Regions from separate parts of the Sus scrofa genome. Here region 1 is linked to region 2. The links are chromatin contacts, called in public Hi-C maps. All regions are on one chromosome and are shown on one strand. Each heading gives the region's core, a stretch centred on a gene start, on an enhancer-like site or on the middle of the called end of the contact. The rest is flanking DNA. Distances are from core to core; before and after follow the strand shown.

Region 1 (7,053 bases), core at 3,982-6,481, 710 kb after region 2:
TGTGGTGCAGCGGAAACAAGTCTGACTAGTATTCATGAGGTTGCAAGTTTGATCCCTGGCCTTGCTCAGTGGGTTGAAGGTAGGAGTTGCCGTGACCTATGGTGTAGGTCGCAGACGTGGCTCAGATCCCATGTTTCTATGGCTATGGTGTAGGCCAGCAGCTGCAGCTACAATTCACCCCCTAGCCTGGGAACTTCCACATGCCATGAGTACAGCCCTAAAAAGACAGAAAAGAAAAAAAAATTAAAATTAAATAAATGAGCCCTCTGTTATAACCTTTTTTTTTGGTGCTCCAGGTTTGTCTGCAAATAGAAAATTTATACTATTGACAGTGGGTCTCAATAGATATTCTCATAGTAAACCCCACAAATTAGTAATATTTCAAACTAAAGTTTTTTTTTTTAATTCCAATGAAAGCAGAAAATAGGAAAATATTCAACTAGAGAAAAGACTAAAATAAACTACTTGTCTCTAGAACACAGCAATATTAGAAAGTTTTAAAAGTGAAAATACCTTGGAGTCTAAACTATTTTTGCTCTCTATAGTGGGAATGAACTACTTTGTTGCCTTAAATAACATTTAAGAGCAATAGTCGGGCTAAAATATAACTACATATTTTTAGGCCTTTTTTGCTGATTTAAATTTTTAGAATTCTTTAAGATATTAGTGCATCTTTTTCCTTTGACATTATTATGAAACTCTTTTTTTCAATCAGTTTAGGATATAAGGATGAATCATACCAACAGAGAGATGATTTGAGATTTACAGGATTTAACATTATTCTGAGCTTATTTTTCTCCAAATATTGGTTGAGATATTACTATTTAGAATGGGCAAAAACTTTTCATATACACACAGAATACATTCAATTCTAAAAATAAGTCCATTACATAATAATGAACTTTTAATCATAAAAGAGATATTTTAAAACTATATTCTTGGGAATTCCACAATAATTTGTTAATAATCACTGATGATGATGCAAAAGAGAGTATTTGGATTTTTCCACTGTACTTATTATACCACAAGAATGTATTCAAAATCTAAGTCATGTAGGAAATGCTAAATAAAGGTTAAATGAATAAGTATTTAGTTAATTTCAATGAAAGCGGGAACTATGATAAAGCCTCATCATTTCAAATTGCCACTCATTTATAAATGGGAAGTTGAACTATCAAAAAATATTTGCACATAGAAAAACAAAATATTGAGGATCATTAATCCGAGATTTGGGAAAGAATCAGAAAGAAATTAGCAGTCTCTCTGCCCTCTGGTGGCAACAAAGGCAAGTGCAGCATTTCTAAAGTAATGCATAAATAAAATGTCCCTGTTATGAAATCAGATTTTTTCCCATGCCAAAATGTCTGTAATAAAAATCCTGATTGCTACATGCCAAATTCCAGGACTGTTGGATTTTTAAAAAATTTTCCATATTGAACTTTTAGTTAGACTATTTTACAAAGGAGACAATATTCTTCTTCCATTTCATTGCTACAGTCTGTATATTACAGCAGGCTAACCATTTATTTCCAAGATTACTTCATAAAACTAATGCATACTGATGTCCAAGAAAGAAGCTACTTCAGTTTGTAATAAATCTCAAAAAAATTGCCTAGAAATTGAAAACTCTTCCTTTTTCAGTCAATCCTATAACTACATGGGCTTCTAGAACAGTTTTCTACCAGAAATACTGGTTTATAATACCTGTGGATTTATGTTGAATAATTAATGTATTTAATATTCCCCAAAGTACAGGCTTTCAACCATCGGAATGGTATGGATTCTATCCTCAATTTGAGAACTTAGAAGAGTAAATTTATTTTATATATTTTTTAGTAACATACTAATGAAAAAAGTTCAGAATAAAACATTTGCTGACTTTTTTCTTCACTGTAGATGTACTGTTTATCTCCAGTGCCAAATAAGTTTTCAAATAAATAACTTGGGATGCATTTTGTTACACACACCTCTCTACCTCCTTTGGGATGAAGTAAATTGCTTTCTTTAAGCATTTATGTCGTGAATATGCCCACGAAAACTGCTACTTCACTTTTTTAAATAAATGTGCTGCTCCCTAGATGAACAGAAGTCTTATTTTTTCAAAACTAATGAAATGTATCAGACAAGCAAATAGTAGGTATGATCTGTAGATAAATAATACCCATTCAAAAACAACCTACGTCCATTTATGCGGAACAATTACAATGACAAAGACAAATCAACATCCAGGAAATCTGTGTTTTATTCACAGCTTTAAAAGTGTTGTCACCATGTTCCCCCGACCCCCAACAAACGCACCCCTCCAATCACAAATTGGGGCGCAGAGTCGGAACCCGTGCTTTGTAAGAACTTACACCAGGGATAGACACAGCGTTGTGGCTGCCTTGGCTTGGTAAAAATTCCTTCAAGGACTTCCTTCAGGATTCACCTCACCTGGAACCCCCAGGTGCTCTCCCTAGCCTCCCAGCTGCGACTGTCAGCTCTGACATTTGGGGATGGCTGTACCTTCCGAGGCATCACTCACCACGTCCCCTCCTCTGAATTACAAAACAAAACCTTGATTATTCTAATCAGTAAGTTTGTATTTCCTTTTTCTTCTCCCTCCAAGGGTTCGTGCTCATTCACTTCCTCTCGAAGTCTGAGGGGCAGAAATGGGGTGCAGGCACCCGAGCACAGGAAGGCAGCAGAGCCAGGGCTCAGCAGCGCTGCGCGGGGAGGAGCCAGTGGGCCCCGGGCCCAGGGCGGCGTGGCGGGCTGCGCGCTCGACCCCTGGGGTCGCGGCTCCGGGCTGGACGCGCACCTGGCTGGAGCAGCAACTCGAGCAGGAGGTGCTGCCACCGGGAATAGGCGGAGGCCAGGGCCACAGGGAAGAACCCCCTGCACGTTCAGGCAGTCTTCGAAGACGACCGGCAGAGGACAATGGGGCCAGGGGCTGGTCTCCAGAGACGCGCCCACCCCACCTCTCTCCCTCCTCGGCGCTCCGCCGCACCCACCCCGCCCCACTTTCAGCGGCTGCCCTGCAAGGAGGGAGCAGAGGTGGGGATTGCCCGGGGAGGAAGGTGCGGCCACTGGGAATTTTCTCCAGCAGAGGGGAGCCCTGCAATCACCGGTTGCCACACCAAAGCCCCCACCCACTGCCCCCATCACGCACTCGCTCCGTTTATCCTGGCAGCAGGGAAGGGGGAGGAGCCGGAGAGGACACAGCCCAGGATGCCAGCTCCTAGGCGAGGTACCCAGGGAAGGTTTGCTCTTCCACAGTCCTCTCTGGACGCGTTGGGGGAGTCACTACCACCCCCTGCAGCTCAGGTGAAGCAAGCCCGAAATCCTTAGGAAAACCCCCAGACCCTATCACCCAACTCATTCAGCCAACCTTCTTTTCCCCAGATGATGACGAGCCCAAGTTTACTCGAAATGCAATTGCAATAACTTTGCCAAGGGCATATAGATGAAGTGAGGGTAGGCTGAGAATGGGTGCCAGAGAGGTCTCCAGCTGGGCAGAAAAGCAACAAGCGAAAGTGCATCTTACCGTGGACTTGGTTTCCAGGCGTCCCTGCAGCGAACTGAAACCGGTCCATTAAAAAGTGGCAAAGTAACACAACTCCTGCAGCTGCCAGGTCGGCTCGCGGGAACCTCGCCATGCCGCCGCCGCGACCTCCCTCCCCCTCCCCGCCAGTCCTTCCCGGGCGCCCGGGGCTCCGGGGCTCCGGTTGGGAATGAGGACCGCGGGGCCGAACGCTGCGGACCGGTCCCGGCAGGACGCAGAGGCCTTTGTAAAATTCGCTCAGACTTCACGCCCGGGAGCCAAGAAGAGAAAAAAGGAAGTGCGAGGCGAGCGCAGTCTTCTCCGGACCTCCAGGTCTCTCTTCACAACTTGCCACAACACTCACAGCCCTCACTCCAGACACAGACTAGCAACTGCGGAGGCGAAAGGCCACTTGCAGCCGGAGCTGGCAAACTCTCCGCTCCGCACGGGCAGCGCCACCCCGGTGCCCGCTGACGGTGACTTCCGAGCCGCGGCGATGCGCTCCACTGGGTTCAAAACAGATCTAATTCCACAGTCAGCTAGGGTGCCTCCTCCAAATCCGAGAGGGCTTTCGGAACTTTCCCCAGTCTTGGGATGGCCCCGCGGAAGATTCGGGTTTGCGGGAAGGGGGTTACTGTGGGCTGGCGAAACCCCTCCGACAAGTTTTTCTTCTTTTCTTCGCCCGATGCAGGGCGTGCGTCCTCGCTCGCAGCCGGAGGGATGGGCAGCCCCTGGGAAGGCTCGAGCTGCAGCAGTCTGAGGTCCGGAGGCAGGAAAAATGTACTGGAGGGGAGAAAAGGGGGTGAGGGTGAAGAAGAAAGAAATGAGGAGGAAAAAGTCAGGCTGAAACCTATTGGGAGAGGGTTCCTCCCGGCTAAGGAGGAGGTGGTCCCAAGCACCGCAGAGCCCGGGAGTTTGGTGGCGGAGGAGGCGCCGCCGCCGCCGCGCTCCCCCGCGCTCCTGCTCCACACTTTGGGGAGGGAAGGCAGCTCGCAATTTGCCAGATCCGCCGCGGCACCCTCCTCCCTCCTCCCTCCTCCCTCCCCCTCGCTCCTCCAGGCGTCTCCCACCTTCCTTCCCGAAACCGGCAGCTCGCACCGACCTGTCCAATGGCTGCACTTTCCTCGGGGCTGGCAAAGGAGTCGCCGAGAGATTAAACCGGGGGAGCGAAGCAGGGGGGAGTGAGAGGGCAACTCCAGCTCGCCGTGCCCGGGGCAGCCGGCGGCCTGGAGCGCCAGCAGAGAAGGCGAAAAGGCGAACACGGAGGGCGGGGAGCGCCGGACTGCACCTCTGCGCCGCCCGGGCGCCATCCCTGCACCGGGCTCGCACCCCCTGCAGCCCGGCCAGCGGCGCCCGCAAGCCCCTGGCCCTGGGCCGCCCGCACGCCCGCCTGCGGGGAATCGCGGCCCAGCAGCGGACCCTGCAGCGGACCCAGCGGGCGCCCGGCGCCAGTGGGGGCTTCCTGGGCGCTAAAGGGTTAATTCCAGTACGCCATTCCCGGGAGGATGTGTGTGGCGGGGGTTGGGGTGTGAAGAAAGCAAACCCGAGCCAATTCGGATACCGACCCTGCGCAGCCCCTTCGGACCCCAGACCCGCGGGCGGGTGGAAGGACGAAGGGAGCGCGGTAGCCTGGTCCAGCCGCGGCCGCTGCGAAGTGTCAGCGGGAGCGAAAGCGAGAGTTTAAAGGAACAGAAGGCCCCCTGAATTTCCACCGGGGGCTTTAACAGGCTTTTGCTGGCTGGTTTGTTTTTGTTTTTTCAGCTCGCGGAAGTGCTTCAGCGTTAACCCTTTCCAGCCCTCTAGACACTTTACATCTTATTTTACATAGTTGACCTTATTTTTCAGGGGGTAAATGCAGAGAACGGAATGAAAGCATATTGGTTAAAAAGTACAGATTTCTAGCACCAGACTAGGATGGAATTTCACCTCCCTCACTAAATAGCTGTACGACTTTGAGCAATTTCCTTAACTTCTTAGCGCCTCGCTTCCCCAACCATCAAATGGGGAGAACTGTAGTTATGCCTTTATAAAGTTGTATTGGATTACATGAGTTAATACTGAATAATTAAGGAATTGAGACCAGTTCCTGGCGCAATGTACATGACTTCAGGTTTCTTAAATTAAGAAAAGAGAGGGAAGGAAGAAGAGAGAGGGTGTTCTAAATCAAATGAAGAATTCGCTTCAGTGCTTCTAAGTGCAAAAGGTCCTGTTGGTCTTGTCCACCTTTTTTTTTTTTTTTTTTTTTTTTGGTCATTTTAGGGCCACACCCTCGGCATACGGAGGTTCCCAGGCTAGGGGTCAGAGCTGCAGCAGATGGCCTACACCACAGCCACAGCAACACCAGATCCAAGCCCTGTCTGCAACCTACACCACAGCTCACGGCAACACTGGATCCTTAACCCACTTAGCAAAGCTGGGGATCAAACCCACAACCTCATGGATGCTAGTCAGAGTCACGTCCACTGAGCCACGATGGGAACTCCCAGTCTTGTCCACTTTTCGGCATGCTTTGAAAAATTTATGGGTGCCATCAATAACCACCTTAATTTGATCTCAGTGCCCACTGGAAGTGGGCCCTGATACTCAAACTACTATGCTAATTTGATACTGAAAGAATGCCTCTCTCATGGTTACTTAGCTGAAGAGAAGAAGAACGGGAAGTGTAACATGTTTTCCTCAATGCAGTATTCAGTTTACTGTTTATTTTGTAGACGCGCACACACACACACACACACACACACACGCCTTGCATACAACACTTTTTTAATGCTCTTTGCTAATCTCCTGAGCTTTTTCTCAACCAGTTGATTCCTTCCTCCTCACCTTACTTAGAAAAAACTGGTTCTTTAACTTCTGCTCAACCAAGTTTTCAAGTTCTATGTAACAATGACATCCAAAGGTGAGTACCTGAGGTAGTTACCTAATGAACATTAAATTGGAAAACTGAATCTCTCTATCAAAATCAACCCCGATTGTCATTTAATTAATGCCATTTTTTTTGGTCTATATCCCTAGTGACATCACGACTTCAGGAACCTTTGCATAAACCTTCCCAAAATGTTCTGTACTACTCTATTTCCCATTTATATGCAAAATTATGGGGGCCCAGCAGGAGCCATTTCAAAAAAGCATCTCTCCTTTCAGTTTGGCTTTTTCCCCTCAGCTTTCACAGTAGAAAAATGGGTGTTTCCTGTTTCTCTGAGAAGAAACAAGTCCTCCTCCACCATCCTTTTCTTTTCTTTTTTCCCCTTTATTATTGGATGTGCCAATTAGCAGTGTTTATTTTTTCTTGCTTATTGTCAGCAATGCTTTGCCCTCCTGAGTGAAGCTGTGTACCTAAGTGGATGCCAAAAATTCAAAGGGAGGCAAGTGGTAATTCAGAGTGAGTCCTGAGGGGCTTTGATGTGTTTTGTCTATCTCACTGGTGCTGTTGCATTTCGCTCATATCTTCATCTTATTCTGAAGAGCCGCACACATAGGAAATACTTAAGTATGGGAGAAGAGGCAGGTAAAGCAAAAATCAATCATGC
Region 2 (6,640 bases), core at 3,176-5,675:
ACTGCTGCAGGCCCCGGTCACTGTTGCTCAGTTACACTCTGAAGAAGGAAGATTTCCCACCTCTTCTCTCTCAGGTTGGCATCAAGGTGTCAGGATCAGCTTCACTCATTGCCCTCTTCAGAGGAAGCCCACACCTGCTCTGCTGGAGGGGGTGTGGATATCCACCGGATGTGGAGGTGTGGTCCCCTCCTCACCCCACATCCCTCATCTCACCTCCAAGGCCTCCCCAGAACCTCCCCCTTGTACCCCCAGTGCACAGCGGATGATAGTCACGGAATGCTGGACCTCAGTTGGTGTTATCTTCACTGTGTCTTATTTCCGCGTCTGTCTTTGAAGTTTCCTCAAAGTTCCCCCTCCCAGGAGGTGGGGGACTGAGACCGCACAGTTGGTCCGTCCTCTTGCATCCCTGCTGGATCCTCTCTCTACCTGGTCCTGGTGCGTAGTCACCAAGTCAGTGTTGACCTGTGCAAGTGCAGTCCCTGATTTCCCCGAAACAATATGGCTTGCTTTCAGCCTTTATATCCACTCTTTCTAAACATAGAAACGCATTATACAGAGCTAGAAGCGTGGAGCACTTACTAAGGAAACACAACAGCTTACTGAGGAAACAGAGCATCCATTCGTGTCAACACTGATGATGCACTTACCTGTGTTGTCTAAGCTTCCTCTCACTTTCAGCAGATTGGTTTCAGGATGCTGAGTGGCTGACAGACCTGGAACTCATGGAGATGGTTTATCGGGGTGGAGGGAAGCCAAAGAAAGAGCTGTTGTCTAGGTTGGCAGGTCCAGTCTAAAGAATGACACCACCTTCAGCTCTTTGAAGGTGCTCCCTAACTCCTGTGCTGGGGTTTCTCCATCTGTTCGGGAGAGATAAGCTTTCCCTTTCATGCATGTTCTGTATATTCTGCTTGTAAAAGAACCTTGCACAGAACTTATCTCGTACTATGTGCTTAGTGGCAGCAGAGACCAGAGTGGCCCGCTGTGGGGATGCTCTTGTCAAATATTATAAGAGAAGCCTCTTCCATTTCATCTTCTGTGGGGCCATTGAGTGGCCAGGACAAAAGATGAGTGCAAATCCATGCACTCAATAAGAGCGGGTTAAATATTAATTGAGCACTAATTAAATATGATGAGATAATACAAAGGCCTGTAAAGGCTCCTAGGTATTGGGTTAGGAGAAGATCTGGGTAGAATAATTCTATTACTTTTAAAATATTTAGATATTTATGCCAGTAAGTTCTGTGTAATCGATAGGGCTGGCAGATTTTTACATAGTGTGCTTTGTAAATTACCATTTAGAATATTAATTTCAGAAGTAGAAAAATAGTGATACATGGTGACCTTTAAAAATGCTTGGTTAATTGAATCCTAGTATTTAAACACTAGTAGGTTTAATTATATTAAAGTGACACAAGAGGGCAGCTGTGTACTGTTTCTGAGTACCTTTGGCTATAGTAGATTAGGCTAAAATTGAATATGTGAGTAATTAGTAGATAAGAGCTCATCTTTCATAAACTTACTATATAGATGTAATAAAATGATTTTAAATTATTTGATAAAATTATATATTCTTTTATAAAAAGAAATGAGTTAATTTTTTTATACTGCTCACATCCTTACTGGCAAATAAAAGCCAACAAGCTACGATACCTAATATCCTGCTGATTATCCACAGTTACTCTAGTGATGGAGAACTTCTGATGATATCTTGAAGATCGCTTGGCTGATCTGAGGGTGGGGTGGGAGAATGGGTGGAACGGGCTCATAAAGTGAGGCATAGTCTGGTCCCCACCAGAAGCCTACGCAATGGAATGAAATGCGTGTCCTATGCATCAGAGTCTAGCAGTCCTGTGGGGCTGGACAGGAATGTCTCACTCAGCTTCTGTGTTTTCCCCTGGATCTTGGGAGTTGCCTTACTTCTGATACCTTTGGTTGTTATCCTTTGAACCCACAGCAGGTAAATACCTGCATGATACCTGGAGTCTCCTGGCTAAGCCACAGTATGACTTCCATGAGTGTGTCCCGTCCTGGGGGTCAGGGAGGTTCTGGGCACTAGGACAGTGGGCCCAAAGGACACTGAGCACAGCTGGAGTGTCCAGGTCGAAATTACATCGGTTGAAGGGGCTGAGGACAGTGGGAGAGAGAGCTGTGTCTCAGCATTGATCATGAATGGAGCCGAAATGGATCTCCTGTGCTTCAGGAGAATACACCTGGTTTGTGAAAATGGGCAGCTGCAAAACTTACAGAGCTTTCCTCAAAATGAAGGCAGAGAGATCGTTGTTACTTAAATCATTTCAATAAACATTTATTAATTTTCAACATGTGGCCAGGTCCAGTCTGTGTGGTGCAAAGAAGCCAAACAGCATCTTCTGACAAGAACTGAATTGACCAGGGAGGAGGTGGGTGGGGAATGGTACCTTAGTCCGGGATGTAGTAGAGCCATGCAGTCTGCAGAGCATGCTGGCTTGACAAAGATACATGGAGCCTGGGAAAGACACCTGGGGCCCCTGCTGCCCAGAGTGACGCCATGGAGAGAAAGTACAGTGGAACCCCTACTGGCAGTGAGGACAGGGCAGGCCAGAGGGGGTGTGGCATAGAGACCTAAGAGCTGGCTGTGGGATGGCTCATCCAGATACAGCAGGACAGGGGCATGTGTCTAAGGCCCTCATGCCAGGTCCCATTCAAGCATTAGGGACAAGACATAAATCCAGAAGTCTGAGGTGGAAATTCAAAATGGGCATGGCGCATGGGCAGTTTTGGCAAGAGGAAACAGGGAGGCGATGAAGCTCAGAAATTTCAAAGCCAGGAAGAGCATCCAGAGTGAACCCCGCCTGCATGAGTCTGGATGCCGTTGTTGATTCCAAGTCAGAAAACACTTTATTTTCTGTGCGGGTTTAAGACAGTTTTCCTGGTAAAGACAAGAACATCCCCACAGCTGCTGGTTCTCTGGAGAGTCCCTGGATTCTAACAGAGGAGCACAATCTATATAACAAATGTCTGGAAATGGAGAGGGAGCCTTAATTCACGCCGTAAGTTTACGTCTTCAGGTGCAGCCAAGTTTCCTCCCTGGTGCTGGAGGAATTCAAATATGTAATCAGGGAGTCACTGATTACACTGCGACTGGTAATTTGTTAAAGAAAAAATCATGTACAACAAGAATCAAAAAGTTAATGTCAAGTAAATGTTACAAGTTAGGAAAAGGGGTGAACCCCAGAAACTACAGACTACTAACTTCGGTCAATGTTTGGTTAAATTATAGAATGAATTTAAAGCAGATGTCTTATGAACACTTTGAAAGGAATGTGTTGACTCTAGAAGACATGGAATCACCAGGAATAACTCATGCCAGACTAACCTCATCTTTTATGAAAGCATTTTACTGAGCTGGGAGGTCAGAGGAGTAACACAGAATGAGCATTTCTTGGTTTTAGGAAAATGTTTGGCACAATCGGTCAAGATATCACTGCGGATAATATGGCAAAATACACATAGCCATGAAAGTATTCTGGGAGAGCCGGGACCTGTTTGAAAACGCCGTGAGAACAAAACATTTGCTACACAATGAAATTTGGTGAGTTCCCAAGGTGACTCTTGCAAATTCTTACTAGAGTACCTAAGAATGCCCAAGCAAGAAGAAAACTAAAATTAGGACTGCCTGGCACATTAGTGGTAACATCAAGGGGAAATTGTACTGAATTCAAGACCAGTGAAAATGCCAATCAGTTATCGTTAAATCATCGCCTAAACAGGTGAGTGCATGTAAGTAACTGTAGGTGGAAAGACTTGCTCTTTTCTCCTCTGTGTCGTCTCTGCTTTAGAAACATAGATTCAATAAAACAAAGAAACTGGATCGCATCCCGCTCTGCATGGGAAGAAAGACTCCAGTCGCAAAGAGCAACAAAACCTAAGGATAATTCTAGTAAGAACTGAATGGATCTTAGAAGAAAATTATAGAACTCTGCTAAGTGATACGAAAGTATGAATAAGTGGAGAACCCCACTCCTGAGTGAGAAGAGTAAACATTGCCGGTATGTTCATTCTTCTGTAATTAACGACAAGCTTTTAATACAATCATGAAGAATTTCTTTTTCGGATTTGACAGGGCTCTAGGGGGAAGAGACTGAGAATGGCCTGAAGGGCATGGCTACAAGGCCTCCATCCAGGCAGGAGGAGCCATGGGGTGTCCGCGAAGTCCAGAGTGGCCCAGAGGGAGGAGGAGGAGAGTCAGGAGCGAGGCAGCTGGGAGCTCAGCGGGGCCAGAGTGCGCAAGGCCCGGGAACCTCAGTGGCCGGGTTGGTCTTTATCCCCAAGAACAATGAGAAGTTATTAAAGGTTTTTCAACAGTGAAATAAAACGATGAGACTTGAGGTTTAATTTAAAAGCCCCCCTTCTGCTGAGTGGAGAATAAATCAGAGCGGGTCCAGAGAAGAGTAGAGAGTGATTAGTAGCAATGGCAATAAGCAGGTGATGGGATGGTATGAGGCTGGTGCCAACGGCGAGGGAGACAGAAGAGCAAGGCGACGTGGGTTCCCCATAGCATCCCGAAAACCAAGGCCGTCATACCGCTGCTGGAAGACGGGCCAGTTCTTTACACCAATGTCAGTCTACTCTTACGGGAACAGGGAGAGGAAATAATAATCTTTGGAGTGTGTGTGTGGTGGGGGGCATCGTGGCCCCACGGTGGCCTGCAGTCTGCCGGCGGCGCTTTGGCTGGTCGGGCGGCCCCAGGGAGCCGCCGTAGTCGCCCGCCTCCTGCGACCTCACGTCTCCGTTGCCGGCATCGCGCAGCCTCCGCAGCCTCCGAGGGCGACGTGGAAGACGCCCAGGAGCTCCGCGTCCCGTCGGAGGGAGCGCAGGGACCGCGTCGGGAGGCGGCAAAATGTTCCCTCCGAGACGTGGAACGCGGTGGCCACGTGGAGCTGGGACGTGGAGGGCGACACGTGCGCCGCCGTCTGCAGGGTCCAGGTGAGGGATGCCTGGCTTAGATGTTAAGCCGAAAACGGGAGGATTGTGTTGTGGCGGCGGGGGGGGGGGGGGGGTGGTGGAATGTAACCATTCCTTCCACAACTGCTGCATGTCTCTGGGTGCACCAGAAGAGTTGCCCTGTGTGCCAGCAGGACCGCGTGGTCCAAAGAATCAGCCACGGGCAGCGGTGGAGGTATTCTTGGTGCAGTTGTGTGGAGCCCTGTGGGGTCTTGTTATCGAGTGTCCTGTGAAGGCTAGAACTCTCCAGGGGGGCTAAGTCTTCTAATAGGACGTGATGGATCTGTGGTCCTTGAGACTCATCAAAGCCATGGTTTAGCCTTTTTTCAGGTTCCCCCCCCCCCCGGAAATTCTCTACAATTAAGAAGATAATTTGGAGTTCCCTTCATGGCTCAGTGGTTAACAAACCCGACTAGGATCCATGAGGATGGGGGTTCGATCCCTGGCCCCTCTCAGTGGGTTAAGGATCTGGCATTGCCCTGAGCTGTGGTATAGGTCGGATCCCGAGTTGCTGTGGCTGTGGTGTAGGCCGGCAGCTGTAGCTCTGATTCGACCTGGGAACTTCTATATGCTGCAGGTGCAGCCCTAAAAAAAAAAAAAAAAATGGTAATTTATTAAGGATGGTCTTTGATACCTGTGTGGTACTTGTATCTAACCCTGCATAGAAGCACTGTTAAAAAAGAGAACTATACATTGAACAGCTTTTGTAACTTACTGACTGATATCCAAGGGGCCATGGAAGCAGTTCCATTTAGAAGCAGGCTTTTTGCATGCTTATGGTTGATCAGCTTTTTTAAAAAAGATAATGTTATAGTAACAAGTCAAGTGCAGTTTATTTTTTTTTATTTTTTTCTTCCTCCTAGATTCTTTATTTTTTTTCATTTTTTATTACTCAAATGAATTTATCACATTTGTAGTTGTATAATGATCATAACAATCTGATTTCACAGGATTTCCATCCCACAGCCCAGGCACATCCCCCCACCCCCCAAACCATCTCCTCCGGAGACCATAAGTTTTTCAGTGTCTGTGAGTCAGCATCTGTTCTGCAAAGAAGTTCCGTCTGTCCTTTTTTCAGATTCCACATGTCAGTGAAAGCATTTGAGGTTGGTGTCTCATTGTATAGCTGACTTCACTTAGCATGATAGTTTCTAGCTCCATCCATGTTGCTAAAAATGCTGGTATTTCATTCTTTTTGATGGCTGAGTAATATTCCATTGTGTATCTGTACCACATCTCTGGATCCACTCCTCTGTCGATGGACATTTAGGTTGTTTCCATGTCTTGGCTATTGTAAATAGTGCTGCAATGAACATTGGAGTACATGTGTCTTTGCGAGTCGTGGTTTTCTCTGGATAGATGCCCAGGAGTGGGATTGCTGGATCAAATGGTAGTTCTATGTTTAGTTTTCTGAGGAATCTCCATACTGCTTTCCACAGTGGTTGCACCACTTTACAATCCCACCAATAGTGTACTAGAATCCCTTTTTCTCCACACCCTCTCCAGCACTTATTGTTTGTAGACTTTTGGATGATGGCCATTCTGGCTGGTGTAAGGTGGTACCTCATTGTGGTTTTGATTTGCATTTCTCTAATAATTCAAGTGCAGTTTAAAATCCAACTCTTATCTTTAATCTGCTCCTAATATTTATTTTTGG

Evidence for each region. A called contact is a pair of places that touch in the nucleus more often than the background predicts.
Region 1: a Hi-C map of omental adipose tissue shows a contact between it and region 2, with 1.5 times the contacts expected there. The contact joins the promoter of PLXDC2 here to the enhancer-like site in region 2. A contact is called at or near these places in 1 of 5 promoter capture datasets (liver), 6 of 47 Hi-C or Micro-C datasets (embryonic fibroblasts, fetal skeletal muscle, fibroblasts and 2 more) and 1 of 2 datasets of contacts at active chromatin or transcription factors (skeletal muscle).

The regions. Positions count from the first base shown.
Region 1 is chr10:54,672,002-54,679,054 of Sscrofa11.1, forward strand. PLXDC2 (plexin domain-containing protein 2) reads right to left here and starts at 5,232. Exons shown (of 15, transcript XM_021064961.1): 1 at 5,089-5,232; 2 at 3,527-4,306. The coding sequence starts at 3,638.
Region 2 is chr10:53,966,311-53,972,950 of Sscrofa11.1, forward strand. No RefSeq gene overlaps it. Among named protein-coding and RNA genes, the nearest start is that of C10H10orf113, 320 kb to the left of the region's middle. Within about 2 kb of position 4,426, at least 5 of the 83 cell types and tissues checked have an H3K27ac peak or open chromatin away from gene starts, as enhancers often do. A contact at or near this core is called in fetal skeletal muscle and omental adipose tissue, where this site is marked.